2 separate regions of the Ovis aries genome follow, and region 2 is linked to region 1. The links are chromatin contacts, called in public Hi-C maps. All regions are on one chromosome and are shown on one strand. Each heading gives the region's core, a stretch centred on a gene start, on an enhancer-like site or on the middle of the called end of the contact. The rest is flanking DNA. Distances are from core to core; before and after follow the strand shown. Region 1 holds the start of HEG1 (heart development protein with EGF like domains 1). Region 2 overlaps SLC12A8 (solute carrier family 12 member 8).

Region 1 (5,112 bases), core at 1,399-3,898:
TGTACAGTACTGGAGACGCCAGGCTCCCTGCTGATTTCACAGTCAACCACTCTGGAGTGGTCCCACTCCCACCCTTAGAGAGGTTAGGAATGTCTGACTCTTAACCTACTCAGTCCAGGAGTTTGGTCTGAATGGGTTTCCAACCTGTTTAATTCTAGATCTGGAATGGACCTAGGAATGTCATCTGATTTATCTCCTTGGCTCTGGACAGGCCTCTCCTAAGCCATCTGAGATGACCAAAAATCGTGTCTGGATTTTTATATCCCTAGGGAGGAAACACTCCAAATTCCTTAGACACCTGTTTTATACTTCCTTGCTACTGTGTCAGAAGTTTTTTTGTTTTTGTTTTTGTTTTTTTTTTTTAACTGAACACTAAAATAGCAGAGCTGGAGTAGTCTTAGCAATCATCAGGACAATCTTTGTTTCACAGATGAGGAAACAGGCCCAGATCATACAAATAGTGGTGAAGTCAGGACAGAAAGCTAGGCCCCTAAAACCAATATGACTGCTCTCTCCAGGGTTCTCTGCCTCCAGCTCACTCTTGCTGTTTTCTCTTGTTCTGTCCTGGGAGGAGATGAAATTATGCTGGGATCCATCTTCACTGTGATCAGTCTTTCTGGGTTCTCCTGTGTTTCCCACCCTGCCCCTCACCCACAGTTTAAGCCTTACCCAGCTGACCTGAAATAGGTCCTTCTCCTAGAAAGTGGAGAGAAGATCAGAGATGGTGAATCTGTGCCTAAAGGGGAGGCATGTGTGACAGGTGCATGTTTGGGCCCCAGGCTTTGATGGTGAAGACCTCTCTGAATCCTCTCTGAAGCCTGAGAGTCATTAAGTCCTTACATGTCACTGGTTCCCCAGCAGGGCAACTGGGTTATGTGGAATGTTCTCCGAGGAAGGAAGGGAATGGCAGTGACCAGAACCTCTGAAACTCATAGTGTCTTGGCTTGTTGGGGTTTGTCTGGCTGCCTCTGGGCAACTGGTTATATCAGAACTCTGGGCAGCCTGTTACTATGAGAGCAGGATCCAAGAAGTTGAACTGGGGCCAGGAGGGCAAACCAAGTTTCCTATAGGAGTGTGATGGTATGACACTTTCTTGGAAAGGCCTGGTAATTCCACGCGAGAGCCCTGGAAAGCTGGGTTGGTTTTGTGGTGCTTTAAAAACAAAATAAAACCAAGTTGTTAACTTCTCACTCCACAGTTTAAGGTGAGCTTGTATATACAGAGCATCCTTCATGTTTTCTACCAAGTGACTCACTTTGACTGAATCACCAGAGAGTGGGTCTGGGTCCATCTGTAGCTGTCCTGGATACCAAGATCTGCTCATTACCCTCAAGGTGGGTCATGGGGCTCAGGGACGGCCACTGAAAGGAGCAGAGAATCAGGGTGGAGACAGGCCTGAGAGGGAAGTCCACACTCATAGCTTCCCAAGCATCTGGTGGTCGGACAGGGTCCCCAGTAGAACTGACGAGACTCCCAAGGAGCTCCAGCATTCATTTCAGTTGAGACATTGTCTGGATTATTGCAAATTCAAAATTGTGGGACCAGAATTAATGATGCCACATGGTCATTCACAGATAAATCACTTCATCTTTGGGTCTAGCTTCAGAATCTTGAGCAAATTATTCTCTTATTTTGAGCCTTTCTTCACCTAGAAATGCAGAGGCTTAGTCTTAAAATTTTACAGACATTTTATCCTTTATTTATCAAGAAAGTCTGTTTGCATGAAACCTTTGACTCTTTCCCCTGAAGGTATCCATTTTAAATTTAGGGATCCCTGTGCTTTATTCTGTTTAATGCGAGATCTACAGCCCTTTTCTGGATAGAGTTTGCCCTAGGCCTGTCTGAATTCACAGTTTTCTTTTCCCTGCAGCCTGTTTGGGTGTCCTGGCCATGACATTTCTGCAGAACTTTGATGTGAGCCAAAGGCAGTGGTGGGGTGGAGATGGAATCCAGGCTTGAGAGGGCGCGGGGAGCTGGGTAGGATGACTCTCCAGTTGGCTGAAGGGTGAGGTGTTAAGGCTTGGCCACCGCCAACTCAGCCCCTGCCCTGGGGGCCTGGAGGAGAAGTGGTGGTGGGTGGTGGGGACACTTCAGATTAATGAGGGTGGGAACAGGGCCACAGGTTCCACTGCTCTGCATATCAAAGCACTTTGTAGGATCTAGTTAGTGCTAATCACATTACCCATACCTGCTTCTCACCGATTGATTGTGCATTTAAGGAGTTGGGAAATTCTGGTTCCGGATTTGGAAGACTCGGGTTTTCTAAATTTTCTGCACTTGGCAAGGCAATTCTAATTGGGGAAGGGAGGGCGTGTGTGCATATGTGTGTTTGTGTGTGCGTGTCCGTGTGTGTGTGTGTGTGTGCGCGCGCGCCGAAGGTTGCCCTTTCCGAGGACCTCCCCCCGCGGTCCCAGGCCGGCGCTCGCGGCCCGGCCCCCGCCCCCTTCCTGCCCTCTCCCCGCCCCGGCCGGCCCGGCCGCGCTCGGTCGGTGATGTCAACCCGAGGAGGAGCCGCCCGCCCCGCGACCCGCCCGGGCTAATCAGCATGGAGCGGCGCCGAGGCCGCCTCCGCCGCGCCCGCCCGGCCCCCGGCCTCCCTCCCCCGGCTCCCCACAACTTTTGAGGCGGGGACCGCGCTCGCAGCCTCACTTCGCTCACTTCCCCGGCCCCGCGCGGCACCCGCCGCCCGCGTCCCTCGCACCCGCGGCCGCCCCGCGCCCGCCCCGCGCGCCGGGCATGTGAGCGCGGGCGGGCGCCGCCACCATGGCCTCGCCGCCGCTCCTGCTGCTGCTGCTGCTGCTGCCGCTGCTGCTGCCGCCGCCGGCCGCCCCCGGGACGCGGGGCCAGCCGCCCTCCCCGGCAGGCGCGGGGCCGGCGTGGCCGACCGAGTCCAGCCCGGGTCGCAAGCTGCCGCCGTCGCCCACGCCGCCCCCGGAGCGCCGCGGGCCCGCATCCCCCGGCCACCGCCAGACCGCCCCTGCGCCGGGCGCCGCGAGGCGGCCGGGACCCTCGAGCCGGGCCCCCCACGGCGGGAGCGCGGGTGAGTGAGAGCGGGGGACGAGCGCCGCGCGAGCCTCGGGCTGGGGGCGTGGGCGCGCCCGGGGCCGCATCCCCGCGCCCTAGGCCCGGGCGACGCTCCCCCCCGGGGGGGCTCCGCTTGGCCGGGCGCGCCGGGACTCTGCGGGTGGACCCGGAGGGAGGGCAGCGAGCCAGGAAGAGTGGTTTCCTAGACGCTTTCGCGGGAGGCTGGCCTGGGGGTGTGTGGCCATCCTGTTGTCCCCCCACCCCCTTGGAAGAAAACTTATCTCCCATGGTGGACCCGGGATCCTGTATACACCCACCTTAAAAATAAAAGGAAAAACCCGAACCTCACAAAAAGCACTTCTCCCACTTCGGAGGTGATAACATCCGGCCAGCCCATTCCCCAATTCCATTTTTTTTTTTTTTTCCTATGGTTACAGAAATAGGCCTCTCTCGGTACAGAGTCTGACTTTCGAATTTAAATAACTGAGTTTTTAAAAAAGGGTTCTAGCCCTAAGGATATTTGTAAAAGACAAAGGATGTAGTTGGAAACCAAACACTCCACTGGCTCTCTGCAAAGCAGAGAGATCCAGGGACTGTGTGGAGGTAGGGGTTCCAGGGTGAAGCCCTGTAGGGCAGACCCCAACACAGGACTGTCCCCCAGCCTTTCCTCCCTTTTCTTTTCCTGATGAGCTGCGGCTCCATACACGGCCACCGCCGGTCCACTCAGAGAGGGATCTGCCTGCTGTCCTCCAGACCTTTGTATCCAGTTCCTTCTTTGGGTCTGGAAGACATGCTAAGGGCCAAGTGGAATTCCAACCATAGTACCATTGTGACCCCGGGAATGTCACCTCTTTTGATCTCGGTCTCTCCATCTGTGAAATGGAAGTAATGACTCTCGCTCTTCCCAGCCTCTTGGTGATGATGGGACAAAATGAAAGTAAAATTAAGTGGAAAGTGCTTTGAACAAAGCCAGCAATGCAGTGGTATTAAACCACTGCCTTCCCATGAGTGACACAAGGCATCTGTTCTCCTGGGTTACCCAGAGAAGCCAGGTCACTTGGAGCACTAGATACTGTCTTAGAGTTTAGGTGAAGGCTGAAGACAGGTTTCATCTTCCTAGTGGATACTTCATTTAAGTCTCTCATATCACACAAACTTCCTGGGATAGGAGTTAGCTTACTTCATTGCACCTAGGAATGCTTCCTCTAACTAAATAAGCAAAAGGCTTAAAAAAAATCAAATCCTCAAGTAAAAACTCAATTTCACATTCATTAGTACTCTCATCATTGCAAATGCCTTGCCCTTGTGAACTTCTCCATCACGGGCACAAGATGGAGAAACTGTAAAGGGAAGAGCGAGGGGAAAGAAGCTTCCAGAGACCTGGGAGAGATACTCACCGTGACTCCAACTCTAGGTGACTTACAGTGCACATTGTTTTAAGTTCCATGGAAAGGAATCAAGAACATAAAAGAGAACATTTCCTGGTTTTCACACACAAGGAAAGTAACCAAGAATACTGTGCAGAAATGTATCAGTCCTCTAAATGAAAGTGGAGTACGGGAACTGAAAGCAGCTTTCTATGGCTGGAAGTCAGGCTTTCTTAGCTGTAGGGTCTGGGTCTTGTTCATGGATGGGTGGGAGGGATGCTGACTTGCGAGGGACCTGAATGGATGAGACTGGTACAGAAGTCTCCTTCCTTCTCTTGTGGCTGAGAATCCTCACATATCACACAGAGCTCGATGTTATAAGAGAGGGACAGTGGAGGCAGCTGGCTTAGGGGACTCAGCAGGTGAGAGCTGGGGCTGATCTCCCTTGCTGGTCAGGGACCCCTGCCACCGTAGATGATCCATGCTTCCTCACAGGCGTGGCGGGTAACTCTGCTAGTCTTGACTTTGCAGCCTCTCCAGTTGCAAAGATTCCTTTGGGGAGGTGAGAGCAAAGGAGGTTTCAGGTGCGTGGTGGCTCTAGAGGCACGCACATGAGAGCCACAGAGAGCAGCTAGGCAGGAGCTGGGGGCATCTCAAACTTCTCTGACCTGAGAGGATCTCCCCTGTTCCTCCCACCCCTCCACAGAGACCACCCGAGGAG
Region 2 (5,112 bases), core at 1,304-3,803, 110 kb before region 1:
ATTTCTAAATCTAACTTTATCCCTCCAAAATCTTCTCATCCATCGCCTATAGGCAGCCAACATCTCCTGTGTGCTAAAGCCAGATTATCTTTCCTAAAACAGTGCTTTGCTTGTGTTCCCCAGGTTAAACATCTTCAGTAGCTGTCTGTTGCCTATAGGACAAAATCCAAACCCATTTGGTTTTCAGTCAATAAGCTTCATTATTTCATTCAGTAAGCCCTAAGTTACTCATTTGGTTGTACCTCCAGCTTTGCACCTCTCTGAACCCTCTTCTTCCCCTTGATATATACTGGTTTATAAATACAGATGAATGCAACTGTTTGTATTTCTAGAATTCTCTTTACCATTTTCCTTTAACCTAAGTTCTTGCTCTTGGGTGAAATAGGGGAGAGAGTATAAGCAGATGATATAGTCCAAAATCTGGGAGCCTGTGTGGTCTGAGCAAGGTCAGATGTTCTGAGCCTGGTTTTCTCATTGGTAAAAATGAAGATAAAAGTAATGTTTACATATCCAGGTTGCCTTCCTGCCCAGCTCAGTGGGGCAGGCAGGCTGAGGGAGTTCAGTTGAGGTAAGAGGCTGCAGCAGTCTGCTCAGACCCTGAGGGATATTCATGAGGGCATTTGAGACTCTGGTTCCTCAGTAAAGATTTTAAAATGTACTGATGAAATACTTCAAATATACAGGAAATAATATAACAGATGCTCGTCTATTCACACCCCGAATTTCATGGATAATATTTTGCCAGGTTTGCTTCAGATCTCTATTAAAAATAAAAATAAATGAAGCATTACAAACATAGTTTAAGCTGCACTTTTACGACCTCCCTCTTCTCCCCCGGGCAACCACGTGCCTGAGGCTGATGCATGTCCTGCCTGTACATTTTAATTTTTCTACCGTCTGTAGACAGCCACAATGGATTTCTGTGGTTGTTTAGTGTTTGAAGATTGTACGTACCTTTAATCATACTGCATGGATCCTTTCACCTGATAAATAATTGTGGATGAATGAGTTATTTTGCAGTTGGCTTTTTTCACCCAAGGTATTTGTGAGATTTATCTGTGTTATGACATTTACCATTTCATTCATTTTAATTGCTCACAGTGTCACCAGAGACGCAGACAAGTAAGCCGTTACTAGGTTGTGGAAAGTACCATGACAGGGGTTTACACAGGGAACCTGGGGTTGTGGTGGGCTCTCAACCCAGCCTGAGAGTCAGGAAAAGAGATTCCCCCTGAGCTGATTGTTGCAGGAATACAGGGTTTAGAAGAAGAGAAGGAAAGAAATCTTACAGGGAGGGAAGCTTATACAAAGACCCAAGAGAGTATACAGCGAGGGTGCCTGGGGTTGGGGGTGGTGGGGAACAGGCAGTGCCGGCTCACCAAAGGCCTTGTCTGCTGCGCCAAGGGACTTGGGCTTTCCTTGAGACTCTGGGAAATGTGATAGTATTGTTATATTTTAGAAGACCAGTGGCTTGAGACAGGGGTGCAGAATGGAGGCAGAAACCCGATTTGAGAGGCTGTTGTTGGTAACCCAGAAAAGTAATGGTGATGCAGCCCTCTGCTGTGGGGGAGGGGCCGGTGAAGGAGAGATGGTGAGAGGCATCTCATCATCGAGATGGTGAGAGGCGGTGCAGGCGGAAGAGACAAGGCTGACCCCCGGGCTGGCTGGGCTGGCTGACTAGTGTCCTGCACGGGATCTGGCAGGAGCAGGGCCGGGGTGGGGGTTGGGGGGCGCGGCGGGGGCGGTGAGGGGTGTGGGAATGTAAGAGGTGAGTGAAGATCTGGCGATCCAGTCATAAGCGGTGCGGACGCGTAGGTGAAGCTCTGGGATGGGTGGAAGTTGTTTGGGGAGGGCGTGCTGATTTTGAAGCCAACAGAGCTGTATTTGTTAAGATGGAAATTAATTTCACCAGAAGAGACAATTTTCGCTGTTTGGGATTAAAAAAAAAAAAAAAAAAAAAAAAAACTCTGACAAAATTCCAAACATACAAAGTGAGTAGGCTAAAGATGTATATTCTTTCCTTAAGAATTCACCCCAGAAACTCTTCAGGTGACTGTTCCCTGTTCCACTCAGGGTGTAATGAGCACACCCATGCCTCTGCGGTTCTCTGGAACTCACTGTTGGCTTGGACTTGTGGCTACCGAAGAGAGCTTTGGGGTCTTCCTGGGTGGTCTTAAGGTCCTGGCAGGTAGTAGACATTGAGTAAGTGTGCAGGAACAAGTACGCTGAGTGTGAGATAGTGACACCATACTGCAGCCTCTTAGCCCTCCTGCAGTGATGAAAGCCCGTGTGGGGACACCCTTACCCTGGAACTTCAGCGCAGGGCCCCCCTTTCCCTGGGCCCCCATTCTCCTCTTGAGATGAAGACAGTTGCCCAGCTGCCCCCATGACCCTGTTGCATCGTCCTCCCCTCCCGACTTCCTGGCGGGCTCCTCTCCCTCCGCAGGGCTTCGTGCCCTTGCTGGGAAGCGGAAGGGTTTTCCTGCCCTGGGGAGGAAGGGCTGCCTGGAAGGGCCTTGCAGTACCCAGGATGGCCTCTGTGTGGAGTCGTGATTCTGGCTGTCCGCTCTGGGGAGCCCTGTCCCAGGGCGGCTCCCTCAGCCTTTACTCTCTGCTTACGGAGGGACCAGGAGGAAACCTGATGTCAAGTGGTTTGTGAGGTCCTGGTGTCTCACTTAAGAGGTGGCGCAGTACACACACCATATCGCGTGACCCTCACAGGTAACCCTGTAGGGGAGGCTGGGCAGGGTTGTTTTTTCCATCTCACAGATGCAGGGACAGTGGCCCAGAGAGGTGAAACAATTTCCAAGAACTCAGGCCTCAGTACCCAGCCCCCTTCCTGGTCCAGCTGAGAGAACAATGTCTTCTCAGCCCTGTTGATGAGTTCTTTAAATGAGTTTCCCAGCCTCTGTCCCTGGGGTTCTCGACCCTGCCTGCACATTAGAAACACTGGGAGATCCTCGTGGGGAGAAAAAGAAGAATCCCTGGCCCCAAGTGGATCCCTGACCAAGTGGATCAGCACAGCTGGGACGGGCCGTTGGTGTGTATTTTCAAGTGTTCCGGATGATCCCACATGTAGCCAGGGTTGAGAACCCTGCTCATGTAGGCTCGGCTCTGTTCTCAGTGAAATAAAAACCAAATGTGACGGGCCAAGACCTCACTTGCTCAGGGTGGCAGAATCCTGGAGACTGGTCTGACGATCTCACTGCTCTGGGAATGGGCTCAGGGCAGGGACAGGAGCTCTTAGCCCCAGAACAAGGACTTGTCCCTCCTTCCTCTGTGTCTCCCTTGACCAGCGCTTATGTGGCAGAACCTGCTTGTTTGTGTGTATGGAGGTAATGAGCACCAGCTCTGGGTCAGACACTTCACATATATTTTATTTTATTCTTGAAACAGCCTAGTGCTTTGGGTCAGATGGTGATCCCCATTTTATAGATGAGGAAGTTAAAGTCCTGAGAGGTTGTGCAGCTTTACTGAGGCTGCAAAGTCAGTGGCTCAGCTAAGCTTTGAACTCTGAGCTTGGGCTCCAAAGTGCTGCTCCATGGTGCTTTTCTGGGCATAGCCTGGGAGGAAAGTGGTAGGAATGTTCTCTTCCACCAAGAATTCTCTACTGCTCCCCTTCTCCTGTGGATCAAGGGGTTCTGAGGCCCTGCCAGCCTCTGTGAGCCCACTTGGGCCTTTATGAGGGCTCAGAGCTTGCTGGGGGAGCAGGAGATGAGGTGGAGGACTGTGAGGCAAGATCAGAAGCTGGAACCAGGTGCTGCAGCAGCTAAAATGTGGTTCCCAAAGGCCACCAGGGACAGAGACAGGAGACAAGCTAGCTGACCAGGACCGAATTCAAGGCAGGGCCTGGTGTGGGTCAGGGCTGGGGGCTGCTCCCTACATAGCTGGACACTCCCCTCTGGTCCTCAGGCACCACCCTTCTTCCTGGAGAGCACTGGGTGAGGCCAGTCTGGGAGCCAGGATGTTCATTCCTCTGCCCTCCACATTGTCAGCCTCAGACAGCCTGACCCGAGCATGGGTGGGGACTTCAGTCACTTTCTTAGGTGATTTCTTGGGAAGTTGTGTTACTTCAGAAATGTATGAGGTCCACAGGACCCCAGCTGGGAGCATCAAACCATCTACTGGAATTGATGGACATTAAGAGAATGCGAAGCAGCGAGTAGCATTTTAAGCCTCTTTAGATTTCTCCTGCTATCCACCACCCCCCCATCACACCACCATCTCTTTCTGACTCCTTTTTTCCCTCCCTCATTTTCTTGTTTCCTCCTCTAATCCCCTTTCCTCCTCCCCTCTACCTCTATTCATGGCTGGATCTTGGAATGAATTACTATATGGGGGTTTCCTGGCCCAGTCTGGGGTCCTTTTTACTGCCCTAATACCCCCTCTGTAAAACACAAGATTCTGCCATTGTAGATAGAAGCCAGTTACTGTCTAGTTAAAGACATGCTTCATTGCAGACTGGTACTGAGCAGGCTTTTGGAGGATCCAGAATTGGGCGGTGTTGGTGATTTAGTCTTGAAAAGTTTATTCACCACAGCCAGCCTGCCATTAGTCTGTGACAAGATGTGTTCTTGTGACTGGAAGGTGTACCTGCATCTGCAGGCCCCCTCTGTGCTAAGGGAGAGGTGAGACACAGGAGAGGGCTGGGCCGGTGATCATCTGCCCGTTCTCCTACTCAAGCCCTCCACTGCCTCAGGGACCCTGCTGAGGGATCTACTCTGGGATTGCAGAGGCTTCCCTGGGGGCCCCAGAGGCATGCAAGTTGCCAGGCACCTTAGTGGCTGTCAGAGCACGGGGGCCCCTGAGATAGGGGTTCATTTCAATCACCTTTGTACCCAAGCCCTAGTTCAGGGCTTTAAACCAGTGGTACTCAATTCATGTGTTGCGTGAATGAATGAACAATTAATCAGATGAGTTGACTGGGTCAGATGGGTTGATTGGGACATAACCGGAGGTGTGGCAAGCCCGGCCCCCTCATCTCTTATCTGCAGTCGCCTGGGAGATGGATACTCCCCAGGCCTCCCTTCAGAGAGGCGCCGGCCTTCCTGTTTTGGCCGAGGTCTCAGGTATTCTGTCTGCACAGGCTGCAGCTGGCGGGAGGAACCACAA

Evidence for each region. A called contact is a pair of places that touch in the nucleus more often than the background predicts.
Region 2: a contact with region 1 is called in a Hi-C map of tail adipose tissue, with 3 times the contacts expected there. The contact joins the enhancer-like site here to the promoter of HEG1 in region 1. A contact is called at or near these places in 3 of 16 Hi-C or Micro-C datasets (muscle, omental adipose tissue and tail adipose tissue).

What each region holds. Positions count from the first base shown.
Region 1 is chr1:190,347,040-190,352,151 of ARS-UI_Ramb_v3.0, reverse strand. HEG1 (heart development protein with EGF like domains 1) reads left to right here and starts at 2,648. Exons shown (of 17, transcript XM_060404378.1): 1 at 2,648-3,040. The coding sequence starts at 2,764.
Region 2 is chr1:190,460,417-190,465,528 of ARS-UI_Ramb_v3.0, reverse strand. The region is part of intron 5 of SLC12A8 (solute carrier family 12 member 8); the gene reads left to right. Among named protein-coding and RNA genes, the nearest start is that of SLC12A8, 59 kb to the left of the region's middle. Within about 2 kb of position 2,553, at least 9 of the 54 cell types and tissues checked have an H3K27ac peak or open chromatin away from gene starts, as enhancers often do. A contact at or near this core is called in tail adipose tissue, where this site is marked.